Regions from separate parts of the Sus scrofa genome. Here region 1 is linked to region 2. Evidence: chromatin contacts called from public promoter capture Hi-C data. All regions are on one chromosome and are shown on one strand. Each heading gives the region's core, a stretch centred on a gene start, on an enhancer-like site or on the middle of the called end of the contact. The rest is flanking DNA. Distances are from core to core; before and after follow the strand shown.

Region 1 (7,302 bases), core at 4,431-6,930, 1.3 Mb after region 2:
CAGTATATTCAGATTCTGAATTCTGTATTATAATGGCATATAATTTTTGTGTGTATGTATAAATGCATGTATTTATCATATACATTTTATAATAGTAAATTCTTAATCATACCTAACTAAATTAATTAATCAACAGTTACCCAACTATCAATTCACCTGCTTCAATGTTCTGGTTTAAATAATACAGTTAATGCTTCCACAGTGCAAGTCTAAATATCCAAGCTATCTAAAAATTACTGTCTCTTTTAAGTAGTCTCTCATTTTTCTGAGCCTATTTCCTCATCTTTAAAATGAAAAGGTTGAACTAAACAAGAGGTTGAACTGGATGATCTCTAAGGGCTATTCTAGTTTTTGAAGACTAACACAGGAGATTCCAACATGTATCAAAAGGGTAATAAGTATGAAATTTCAGTTAATTTGTGTATCATATGAAATGTAACAATATTTCCTCTCTTATGCTTACAGATTTAACAATCAGAATTCACATTAATTAACCTGTTACTTAGGAGTTCTTTACATGTTTCAACTGCAACATATAGAATCCACATAAAAGTATAAGTTTTATACCTTTACTGTTCCAAATACTTCATCTTTAATGTGGCCACCTCCAAACTCCTTTTTCAGAGTTGCCCTTGTTGCTGCATACAACATTTTCTGACGAACCTAGTAAGTGTCAAAGTTTACTTATAAGCTTATAGATGAAAACTATCATTACAAAAGAAAGCACTTTAATGAATTTATTAAAATCTTCAAGCACATTCAAAATAAACTATGACAAAGCCGAAGTCTATTAACTGTTAACATGCTAAAGTATGTGTGTACAAATAACCATCACCACATCAGTTTCTAACATATCGCTGCCTACTAATGTAGATCTCATAAGTCTATTTTTCAAAAAATAGGAAAAAAACTTTAAAAGTTACTCCTTTTTTCAAGTATAAAATAAGTTCAAGAATTAAAAAAAAAAACAACTTAAAACACTACTTTAAAATCAATGAAATGAAGTTACCTTGATACAGACATTTTACTCAAAGCAAGTCTAGGTCAGATATCAACAAGCTGCTTAAGAATCAAATACTCCTAGCATATCTATTGCATAAACCATTCTTTGAAGGACAAAGACGAAAAGAACTACAATATACACTACTATTAAAGAGTCCAATAGCATCTATAGAAAACTATTAAAGGTAACAGCCAACCAAAAGAAATCATTCTGTAATTTTGCACCATCAAACTCAGTATTTTTCAGACAGGATATATAAATTAAATAGGAGGGGATGACTTTTGAGAATGTTATCTATGTAACTTTTAAAATTTAAATTTTCTACAAGAAACAAGAGAATTAATCTTTAAAATACCGGGCAGCATCCATATATTAATTCTTTATTTTATTTTGTTCTCTTAATCAGTGTACTACTAACTTTCTTAAAAGTTATACTTGTTTGTATGCCCATCGCTTGAAGGGTAGCTACTAAGAATATTTCATATAAGATTTTTAGTTCTCAGAATTATTACAATTATTATTTTCAGAGCAAAGTAGTAACCTTTATTCTTCAGAGGTCCATGGCCACTTATAACTGCCACAAATTTTTAAATTTAAAATTAGTAATAATTCTATTGATTTCAATCAAGGTCAAGACTTCTGAATCTAAGTACCTTACTCCCAATTCCAGATTAGTAACCTAAGGATTTTTCTTTGTCTTTTTAGGGCCACACCAGTGGCATATGGAGGTTCCCATGCTAGAGGTCGAAATGGAGCTGTGGCTACCAGCCTATGCCATAGCCACAGCAACGACAGGTCCAAGCCATGTCTGCAGCCTACATCCCAGCTCTAGGCAATGCCAGATCCTTAACGCATTGAGCGCAGCCAGGGATCAAACCTGCATCCTCATGCATACTAGTCGGGTTCGTTAACCACTGAGCCATGACTACAACGGAACTCCCCAAGGATTTTTTTTTTCCATTATCATTCCCTTCACAGGAAATGACTATTGCTTCTTAACTTTCTCTTGGCCTAGGAATATTACAGAAAAAAATTTTTCTAGCATTTAATGTTAAACAAGTTACAAAAAATTTACTTACATGGGAATGGTCTGGAGACCATGCAATGAATATCCATTCATATCCCTGGGCATTCTGAGAATCCAACCTGAATAATATATAGCACGGTTGTTTGTCCTCCAACATGGGTAAAACAAAGGAATCATAATCCTTATCCCAGGAATCTGAAGGCTGCCTACATGATCCAATCACAAGTTTCTCTATGAAAAACAATTTTAAAAAATATATAAATGGTTTGAAATAACCAAATGGTAGAGTAATGGATAACAGAAGAATTAATTTAGTTAGTTCTTAATTGCCATTATTTACATCAAAAAATAGGAAGGGCAAAGGTTGCAACACAGAAAATAATTATAATAGAAAGTACTAAAAACAGAAATAAAATTATGATCAGCATAGTTAAAATAATGATATAAAAAACACAAGAAAGGAATAAGTATTTGTGACCCACTATCAAAACTAATTATAAAAATAATGTTTACCAAAAAAGGATGCAGAAAAAATGTCAGTTTTTATGAACTTAAAAACTCAAAACAACACCATATGTTACTTAGGAATACATATAAAAAACAGATTATACAAATATAAAATTCCTAACATAGTTGCCTCATGAGGAGGAGGTCAGGAAGTAAAAGTTTAAAAGTCAATATTGTTATATCACAAAAACATTAAATCAAAAAAATGCTTGAAGCAAATATGATAAATGTTATTAATTTAAGAGGAGATGGAAGTATTTGTTATTTACTCTTCATAATTTCCTAATTTAAAACTTTCTCAAAACAAAAATAAAGTAAAAGCAGAAAATAGTGATATAGGAAATATTGTCATTTTCCTTCTGTAGAGATATTAGTTAGATAAACTTTTCCATTTTACTTAACTAGTCAGTTAGGAAGTAACTACATTTAATACTTTAGTTCAATAGTTCTAAGATATGCTGCTTTATAGTATATGTTTATTCTCTTTAAGTGCGTTAATATATGCAGAACAATTGCATCTTTGTCAAACTACTTTGGTATTTTTAATATATAAGAAAAAATGGAAGGTAAATTAGAATTAGTTCTAGTTTATGAAAAGGCAAGATATTTTTCCAAAGCAAAATATTTCAAGGTATTTAAGAAATTAGGTCAATGGACTATTTTAACATATTCATTTGTGATTAAGTAGTTATAATATTAATTGTTCACACTCAAATCTAGCTGAATTAAAAGATTCTCCACCCAACAAATTCCCCTGCTTACAGCTTTATTTCAAAAGGATCAAATTATAGTTCGTTACATTCTCGCAACTTTTCCCAAATAAGAAAGGGTAGAATTATTTCAGCAGCATACACTGCAATCAAGTCAAGAAAATGGGAGAGTTTGATATCTTTCTACTCCATAATGTTAATTTACATTAATAACAATTCACAAGAAACTATTTTGGAGGGATAATCACCTGTTACTGATTTCCATTCCACAGATGCAAGCACTGACATGAGACAGAGATTATGGTACAGAAACTGAGACACAAAAAGTAAAACAGGAAGATGTCACACCAAAAAACATCTTTTTGTTTCCCTGATCATCAACCACAGAATTCAGAAGGTAAGCATGGGCCTGAGGGACATGCCAAAATGTAGAGGATTCAAGTTTAACTAAAGGCAAGTTCTGAACTTGTTTCACATTTATTAACAGTCCTAATCACTGACAATGTTTTAGAAGTTTGAAAAGATAACACCCAATATTCCAAGGACAAACAATATTTAAAAATGTTTAACTAACCATTTTCAATAGATATTTTCAGAAGCCTGTATTTTCCATTTCTTGCTCTGGCAAAGATATCTTTAACATCTTCACTTGCTGGGGAAAAAGATAAAGACAAGTAAACCTATTTTTTATATTTATGTATTAATAGTTTGTAATGCTAGAATAAGGAAAAAATGAAATACAAAGAAAAATCTTGAATATGCAGTGTTACCTTATCAGTAATTTAAATTATACAACTTAAAAGGTGTAACACAGTAGATATTGTAGATATCTACCATGTTAGATATAGTAGATACAACTAGTATATTTAATTTATGTTTTAAAGGTATATTAATTTTAATCTTCTTTGGCTAGATAATTCCATCACAAAAAATAATACTGAGAGTGAATGTATTAAAGTTTCTCAAACCCAATAAGGAACAAATCACAATTCTGAAAAAAACACCTTTATTGCTTGTTTGAAAAATGCTGAAAACATGCTTTCATTCTCTTCTGGTCCAATTTCAAGCATATGATAAATACACCTCCCCTTCATCAAGTTATTTTCTACATTTTCACATTAAAAACAAAAACGTCGGGGAACAAAAAAGAAAAAGCCAATAAAATTCATTCAAGCTTATGCTTATGATTCTACTTTTCTAGGCTGTACTTCTCAAAAAGCTGGAATAATCTCATTGAGCAAATACATATTTAATAACCTAGCCCTTGTGTTCCTATTAAAGCTTCAATTTTGTTCTAATTTTTTCTTGGGTTGTGTATTGACAGCAAAAACCACTATTTAATAGTGCTTGTTACAAGGCTCAAGCATGCAAGTCAGTAACTACATATTTATATATGGAAACTAACGCAGACAAATGAAACAATGCTTTTAGATTTGAGACTAAATATTTTGCTTGGGTTTGTGTTTGAAAGGGGAGGTGTGGGGCGGTGTCAAAGACCCTTAAAAACAAAATACAATTAGACGACATCTGAGGAAAGGATTCGTTGTCTTATTAACAGAAGAGCTTATGTTTATATTAGAACTCGTTCAGTGATCCTGAATAACCCTGGGACATATGCTTTGATTCTGATGAGGTGAGGCTTTCAACTGCCCGTTTTCAAATCAGTAAATAATACTGGGCAAATGTAACAGCACATTCAATTGCCTGCACGGGATAATTAAAGGCAGCCAGACGGATTAGACTTTTCAGTTCCCTGGGGAGTACCTAAGAAGGATCAACATGCCTCACACTCAGGATACATACAACGGTGCTGATGTTCTCATTTTGGAAGAAAATGCGGAAGAGTTTGGAAATATATAAGATTCCTGCATCCTTCTCATACTCGAAATCCTGTAACAACTCCTTTGGACCGGGAAAAAGAAAATTCGCCCGCCTCCAGCCAGCAAAAGGAGTTGCAATCGCCTCCACTGTTCCAAATCTTCCCAGCGGGATAAGAAGGAGGAAAGCTGGGCTAACGCCGGCGGCGGCGGACGGCACGCCCCCTTCACCCCGGCCGCCTCCAAAACCCAACTCCTCCGCTCGGGAGAATTTCGGGTCCGCAGGCAACGTGGCGGCGGCCGGGCCCGGGCTGGGAGGGCGGCAGGCCGGGAGCGCCCGGTCCGAGAGCGCGGAGGCCCGGATCGCCCCCGAGACGGACTCCCTGTGCTCCCCGCCCGACTCTAGCTCTGCCCGTCCTGTTGCCTGCCCGGGTCGCCCGGGGCCTCCCGGGAGCCCCTTCCCGCGGGCAATGCCGGCGCAGTTACCTTGGATGCCCGTCTGGTGGGACATGGCGGCGGCCGCGGGCTCCCGGCTCCGGCGCTGAGTTGCAGCGAGCGGCCCCGGCCGGTGGCTCCAGGAAGTGGCGGCTCCTTCGCCGGCCCCGCCTCGTCATCGGTCTGCGACCCGCCATCGCCCCGCCCCTCCCTGCGAGCCCTGCGAGCCCCGCGGCGTCCTCGCGCGCCCCCGCCGCCGCCGCTACTGCCTGCTTACTGCCACCCTCGCCCACTCCGCGCAGCCGGACTGTGGGTCCACGCCCCCGGGCCTCGATTCCTGCTCTCTGCCGGGGGATCACTCTCCTCCGTATTTGTCGCTGCTTTTCCTGCTTCAGCACGGTGACACAAAATATGATGGCTTTGGCCTCTGGGGTCTGCCTTCTAGCGACCCTGCCCTCTAGCGACCCGGCCAGCGCCGCCACTCACTGGTTCAAAGGGTGCTCAAAAAAGGAAATGAATATTTTACTGAACGCATTTCCAGCTTTAAAAGGATGTGCACATATCCTTCTTTGTTTACTCCTTCTGCGGTCTATACAATTTAACTTGAAAAGTCACTCCCTGACCCATTTTTTAAAATGATAACAGGCAGTGTCCCAACAAAGTCCCCTACGCTTTTAAATTAAGCTAATCTCAGTTAACTGCTTTTTTTAGTTGGGCACGTTTAAAGACCAGGTTTTCCTTTCTCTTCATTCTAAAAAGAGTCACTGAGAGTGAGAACATTAAGTGACTTGACTTTTCTGTGGTCAATTCTATCGTTCTAAACTGGAGCACTGTTCTGCTTTAGATTGGCCATTTACTTCTTTAATCAGGTAATTATTCAAGATTCATTAGGGTAATTTCTAAGTTCCCACAGGTGATATTATGAAAAATTATTTTTTATTTTCTGTTTTTCTGAACGTGGATTTCCCTTTCTAAGTGTAATTTTAGAAGTTACTTTTCTACTACTTTTCTAGTACTCCTAGATTATCGTTTCCTAGGTAGAAAACTCAATCTTTTTTTTTAGGACTTTGACCTGACAAGTATATGAAAGTACAGTCTCATTATCAATAAATACTTTGTACAGGCTGATATATGAATGCAAGTGAACGAAATCACTTTAAATGCAGCGTGTGTTTAATTAACTAGCAGGTGGGTAACTTTTTCTTTACGATTGTCATGGCAAACAAGTTTGCTGTGCTCTGTTCCTTATTATTTAAGCTTTGTTTCTTAAATGCAGCCTCATTCTGGAGTAAGCACAATTGAATTTTATAACTTATTTGGATTTAAGAAATGTACGGAGGAGTTTTGGTCTAACCAAATTCTTCCTGACTCAACAGTTCACCCTGATTTACCAGTTTTGATAGCAGTGTTGAGCACCTGCAATTTTTTTGCTGATTCATGTTCTGGTAACTAGGGAAAATTGTTTAGGGAAGTTGGCATTACTCAACAGTATTGATGAGAAAAAAATAACTCTCCATATTCATGCTTAGCGAAGACCTCTGCATGTTCAGCCTTGACGAGGAGGAAAGTCCAGGTATCTCAACCATTTTTAAGTGTTCAGTTCAGTAGTGTTTTTATATACATTCACCTTGTGCAGGGAATCTCCAAGACTTTTCATCTTGCAAAATTGAAACTTTATATTAACATTAAACAACTTTCTATTCCAACCCAACCTCCAGGCCCTAGCAAACAATATTCTGTATCTGTCTTTATAATTTAAATACTCTTAGTACCTCATATAAATGGAATCATACAGTATTTGTC
Region 2 (6,565 bases), core at 1,575-4,074:
TCTTGCTATATTGTATGTGCCAAAAGGGATCTTCATCTTTTTGTTCATTGATGTGTTCCTAGTACCTACAGGAGTGTTCAGCATACAGTAAGTGTTCAATAAAAACAAAAATGTCTCTGATACAGGAATGGAAACTAAAGTTCATTTTCTTTGTTCTTTCAGACTTAACCTATCTTTTTTTTTTTTTCCTTGTCTTTTTGCCTTTTCTAGGGCCGCTCCTGTGGCATATGGAGGTTCCCAGGCTGGGATTGGAGCTGTAGCCACCGGCCTACGCCACAGCCACAGCAACGCGGGATCCGAGCTGAGTCTGCGACATACACCACAGCTCACGGCTACGCTGGATCCTTAACCCACTGAGCAAGGCCAGGGATCAAACCCACAACCTCATGGTTCCTAGTCCGATTTGTTAACTGCTGCGCCACGACGGGAACTCCAAGACTTAACCTATCTTAATTAATAAATCAAGTACTATTTATCATGTATGCAGCATCTCTCTACTATACTTAACATCTACTCAAAATAGCAGGGAGAAGACAGCACATTTGGAAGAAAGGATTCATGTCACTCCTTTCAGTTCCTCTCAATCATTCATCTTCAGGACAGGTACAGCAGGAAATTTTGCTCTCTAAGGTAAAGCAGTAAAAGAAGATGTTGGAAGTGATTTTTTTTTTCTCTTTCAATGTCTCCAATCCTGAATTGAAAACAAATTTTATACTTGCAGAATTTAAAGGGTTAGTTAAGGGGTCTGTTTTGCTTCCATTTGGAGGTTCTTTCCTCCAAAACATCTATCCCACTATCAATTTCTCTCTTTTTATGGTGGCACCTGTGGCATATAGAAGTTCCCAGGCTAAGGGTAGAATTGGAGCTGCCAGCCTGTGCCACAGTCACAGCAATGCCAGATCCAAGCCATGTCTGCGACCTACAGCAAAGCTCATTCACCTCAATGCCTGATCTTTAATCTACTGAGCGGGGCCAGGGATTGAACATGCATCCTCATGGACACTATGCTGAGTTCTTAACCCTCTGAGCCACGATGGGAACCCTACCACTACCAGTTTCGAAAGCCAAGTAAGCAGCCGGAAAAATCAACTTGATTATGCTAGGGGTATCTTCTGTGTTTATTAAAAAAAACTTGTTATTCTCTATAAATAAATGAGAATTTTCTTTGGAAATCACAAGTATCTAATTTTTTTTCACTTACATATTCAACAGAGGTCCTTAGTATTAATGATTTAAGTGACTGTAATGTACTTAAGAATTTTGCTTAAGAGAGAACTGTTCAACTACATTTGTATCTCAAATAGAGGATTCAGTAGGTAAGAGTACTAATACAAAAACTTACCCGATATAAGTCATTGTTGGTCAGGGAAAAGGGCAAGTTGGATACATACACTGTGCTTTTACTTGGGGCTAATCCACCACTCATTTCTAAAAAAACAAACAAACCCAAAAGCAATCAAAACCAAGTATTCTTCATTCCAAGTAAAATCAATATTATTGGCAAATGTTAAATTTACATACTTTCCTAACTTCTTAGTAATACTTAGGAGCAATGACTCCAGCTGGGTGAATTAAGGAACTTCTTTTCTCCAGACACTACTTAGAGTTTTCTGGTCCTTCTTTTTATTTACTTACTTGTATTTATTTTTTTATGGCCACACCTGTGGCATATGGAAGTTCTCAGGCTGGGGTGGAATTGGAGCTGCAGCTGCTGGCCTACACCACAGCCACAGCATTGCCAGATCCTTAACCGCTGAGTGAGGCCAGGATCGAACCCACATCCTCATGGACACTAGTTGGGTTTATTACCCCTAAGTCACAAGAAACTCCTGGTCCTTCTTCCTAGTAGATTCATTACACTAATCCTTTCAGTGATGAATATGGTGTGAATGGAGAGGTGAGTTTCTAACAGATGAAGGAAAAACACTGAGGACACTCTTAAGCTCCCCTCAGGCTAAAAGCAAGAAAGTGCTTTCAGATATGCTTATTACCTTGCCTAAGCAGCTAGAAAGTGTCTAGGAGCTCAGAAGGAACCTTAGCCATTGATTTTTGCTAATTTGGCTGGGTACCTTTTTGGTTGTCATAATATTTTTCTCTGGAGTTGTGTTACCAGGAAATTTTAGCCTCATCTTTCGATGATGTAAAGAAACTTTCAAATCACTAATTTTCACATTATTGCTAATTTGAAATGATACATTATATGAATAGTTTTCAGTGCCCTGAAGGGTATTGATTTGTATATGTATTTTAAGTGTACAAATATAATCTGTAATACATTTCTATGCTATATATTACAAAGTCAGTAATAATCTGTGAGAATTACATCGGACTCAGTCAAACTCAAATTTTCGATTTTAAAAACGTGTGTGGTGGGTATTTAAGATCACAAACGACAAAATATTCTAAAATGATGTAATGGGAAAACGCGCTGATGCTCGCTTGGCACGCCGGACTTAGACAACTTCAGGAACTCAGCATCGATAGGTCGCTTTTTAAAAGCTTCCAACTGAAACTCCTCGCACGTTAGCCGTTCTGGTTAGAACGGGGAAGGCAGGCAAAGGTAAAGGTCCTGTAATTAAAAAAAGGTGTAGGGAGAGAGGGACAAGTGATTCCGGCGGCTGGGTCTGGGGAGGAGCCCGTAGGGAGAAAGGCCGCAGCCGGGGAGGAGCTTACCTTCAGGTGGGGCGGGCCCAGGAGACCCGAAAAGCGCGAGCCTCAGCTGGGGCTCAAGCCCGACAGTTCGTTGCCCCTCGCAGCTGCCTTGGCATCACGGGTCCCGGGAGGGGTCAGGTTCCGTAGATGAGAAAGTAGCAGCAGTAGCGCCTCTTCCCGGCTCCCCTTTGACCCACGCTCTGGAGGCGGGCCTAGGGGCGGGTGCTTTTGCTGACGTCTTTATGCGCGCCGGAAGTGCTGCCTGGGAGCGCGGCGACGAGCGGACGATTGTATTTACGGGGTCTCCCGGAGGCTCAGAGTCGGTGAGCGGATTTTATCATTCTGAGAGGTGGGCAGGGACAGGCGCGTGGGCCGGTACAGGGTCGTTGGCCGGTACAACTCTAAGGAATGAGCGGGCGGGTGGGCGTTTCCGCGGCGGGACCTGGAGTCTCCCGCTGCATTTGAATCGTGCAACAAACAGTTCTGCCCCTGCGGTTGAGGGTGGAGAGACTAGTGGGAGTTTGGAATAAAGAAAGTGTTGAGTCTGTGGTATAGGTTCGCTTCTGTATAGCACCATAATATGTAAAAAGAGGACTGATCTAGGTGAGTTCAATGACTCGAGATCAGTTAGGAAGTCAGTAAATTTACTGAGTGTGTTCGACGTACCCAGTTCGGTTGTAGGCACTTAAGGAGCTACAGAAAAGTGTAAAAGAGGCCTTTTGCTGCAGGATATCAGTCTTGTTGAGGAGACAAGGTCAACTTGGGGGAGACTCCGATTCACAGAATGACTCATCTTGAGTATTGGTATGGACAAATGTTAAACTTCTTAGCACTTTTTTTCCTCCTATAAATCTATAATGGGCACACACTGCTTTTTCTCTTAAGTGGCTGTAAACAGGCCCATCTTTCCTACAGAAAAATCAGAAAATAATGCAAGGTAGTTTATACTTAACTTCTACCCACCAGCACACACAGACCAGGCCTCTAACCACTCCCCGGGAGCCTGCGTGCCAGCAGCCTGGAACTCAGAGCCTCTCCTGGAGCCTGCACAGTCAATCCAGACCGAAGCTGATGTCTTCTAGAGAGACGGAAGTGCAATCCAGCCAGGGCGCTGCAGGATTTTGAGAGGCCCGAATGCCTCCGCGTCCACCAGGGGACCGCTGGGACTAATTCTCTTGGCAAACTTGTGGCCCACCAAAACTACTATGCTTCACATCCCTGTTATCCTTGGTTACCGCCCAAGATGTAAGCCCCTTTGGTCTTCTTTGCTACATCCTCATCCCCGTGCTGCTTTGTGCTCCCTCTCCCTTGATTTAGGCTATCACTGCTTCTTTCTCCTTTTCTTCCACATTTCACCCCTCGACAAAACATCTGTGCCCTCTGAAACCTTTCTTCTCTGCTTAACAAACTCTTTTACATGTTACACCTGTTTATGGAATTTTCTTCCTTCTCCTGACACTTATTTTTTCCCTCTAGCCTTTTCAATTGAGCCCATTCTCTGACACCTGCATTTAAGGCTGGGCGAAGTCTCTAGCGGTACTGAACTCATATCACTTTCTCAATAGTTTTTTCTTCCCTGAGGGTCTTTGCAAAAGTTCTTTTTTCTCTGTGGCATTTGATTTTTCCGGATCCCTACCCTACCTCTTTCTGGATAATTCGTACACCTGCTAAAGATCTCAGTTTAGTCACTTTCTCTGACTTCTCTTAGAGTTAGGTACTCTTACCAAGTGCTAAGTGCCTTCTGCTTCCCTCATAGTAGCACTTACCAGATATATCTCGATTGCTTATCTCTTTTGCTTCTGAGCTAGATTGTTCAGAAGGGACCATATCTGTCTTGTTTACTTTTGTAATTCCAGGGCCTAATAGGCAGTCCAGTATTTCTTAATTATTACAGTTGCTGCAGGTACAGTCTCAGAAGTTAGGCTGTTGATGTATCATCTCTGGACTTTAAAATGTAAAAATCTTTCAAAAGGCGTCAGCTGCTATTCAGGTACAACTGGTTGTGGCTGTGTAATTGATTGTGTGGTCCCAGTGTTACTGGAGCATCCAGTTTTTTCAAGGAAAATTGGAAATACAGTTTCTTAAAGTGTTATCTCCCAGTTTTAAAGTATGGTCAATGGAATAAAGTTTTATTAAGAAAAAAACCTTGGGCCAAACACAAGTTGTGACTTCTTATTCACTGGTTTAGAATCTGTTATAAGTTTCAGAAATGGGCTTTGTGGAGAATAATAGATTTTGAACTGGGCCTAGATGGATGTTCAAAAATTGAGACAATGGAAAGAGGTATTCCAGCTTGGGAAATAAGTCAGACAACTCCAGAGTAGTGTTTGTTACTTTATGGGACAGAGAAGAGACACAGCATGAATGATTCTTTGGGAGAGAACAGGAGGCTAGGTGAGATGATAGAGGGCACATAGGAAGGGCAGAGAAGTTTGGATTTGTTACAGTTAATTAATAAGAAACTGTTTGGGTTCTTGATCAGGGAAACCAGATCTGACTGACATATTAGCAAAATTAATTGAGTATCCTTTTTTAAAAAAGGGTGAAACGGAGAGTAAAAGACTAGAAGGTGGCTGACTAGTTGACTGTAACCTCCATCCAGAGGTGAAAAGAGATTTAGATTTGGAAATATTATACATAGTCAACATCCAGTATTTTTGTCTCTTTCAGTACTTTCTGTTACTTGATCACTTATTGAACAATCAAGAGTCTCCTACTCGAGTTCCTGTTGTGGTTCAGTGGGTTAAGAACCCGACATAGTGTCTGTGGGTATGTGGGTTCATTCCCTGGCCTCACTCAGTGGATTGAGGATCTGGTATTGCTGCAAGCTGTGGCGTAGGTTGCAGATGCGGCTCAGGTTCGACCCCTAGCCTGGGAACTCCATATGCCGCAGGTGTGGCTGTAAAAAGGAAATCTACTACTAGGTATTTAATACAGTACAGTGGGGCTTCTAAAAGACGTTTCCTTAAAGCAGTGAGAAACCAGGTAATGTAGGAAGCCATGTAACTTAGTAGAGAAGACTGTGCTTTAACAGTACTGAGTTAAGTTAAATTGCTCATTATGAAACAGCCAATGATCTCCTTTCCTCTAGCCTCTTTTGCCTGTAATCCGTTTTGAATACTGCCAGGTGAATCTTCTGAAATGACATTTTCCCCCTCATCTCATATCTAGGTTTAAAAGCCTACAGGGAACTCCTTTAGTTTTTTGCTTTGTTGTGTCCTTGAATTTGTTCTCTCTGTCCTTGCCGTTTGCTTTGTGTAGCAATGTGATAGGGTTGAAAGGGCTGGATTTTAAAGTTATAAAGGCCTGGTCTGATTCCAGGATCCATATGGCCCTGGAATTTGAGCTTTTCAGAGGCTCCATGTTTTATGTGAAATGGGAAGGATAATATATACTTCAAGGGAGTTAGTTAATGAAAACTTGTTGAATACCTATGCAGGCTCATTTCCCACTCCTTTGCAATGCGAATCTTCTGCCCTGGTCTTTTCTGTCTTTCTCATGCACATTTTATCTTCCCCAATTCCTTTCTGTTTTCCTGGATTCTGCCATTTACTATTGTTCATCTGCATTTAAACAGTCTCTCAAGATTCGATTCTGTTTACATTTTCTTGGCATTCTTAACTACCATTGCTTGCGTTTATCCCTCCCTGAGCACTGAACAATGATTAATTCCTGTGGATTATTTGCTTTATTTTGACTTTTTTTTTTTTTGGTTTTTTTAGGGCCACACCTACAGCATATGGAAGTTCCCTGGCTAAGGGTCTAGTTGGCAGCGGCAGCTGCTAGCCTGCACCGCAGCCACAGCAAAGCCGGATCCGAGCCATGTCTGCGACCTACACCACAGCTTGCAGCAGATCCTTAGCCCACTGAGCAAGGCCGAGGATTGAACCCCTGTCCTCATGGATACTAGTCA

Evidence for each region. Promoter capture Hi-C pulls out the DNA fragments that hold promoters and counts their contacts.
Region 1: a promoter capture Hi-C map of liver shows a contact between it and region 2, with 5 times the contacts expected there. The contact joins the promoter of TWF1 here to the promoter of PPHLN1 in region 2. A contact is called at or near these places in 1 of 5 promoter capture datasets (liver) and 1 of 2 datasets of contacts at active chromatin or transcription factors (skeletal muscle).

What each region holds. Positions count from the first base shown.
Region 1 is chr5:74,875,540-74,882,841 of Sscrofa11.1, forward strand. TWF1 (twinfilin-1) reads right to left here and starts at 5,681. Exons shown (of 9, transcript XM_005664155.3): 1 at 5,551-5,681; 2 at 3,822-3,899; 3 at 2,083-2,261; 4 at 568-663. The coding sequence starts at 5,575.
Region 2 is chr5:73,553,381-73,559,945 of Sscrofa11.1, forward strand. It overlaps PPHLN1 (periphilin-1), which reads left to right and starts at 2,825. Exons shown (of 8, transcript XM_013997950.2): 1 at 2,825-2,975. It overlaps ZCRB1 (zinc finger CCHC-type and RNA-binding motif-containing protein 1), which reads right to left and starts at 2,860. Exons shown (of 8, transcript XM_021092556.1): 1 at 2,674-2,860; 2 at 1,343-1,428. The coding sequence starts at 1,426.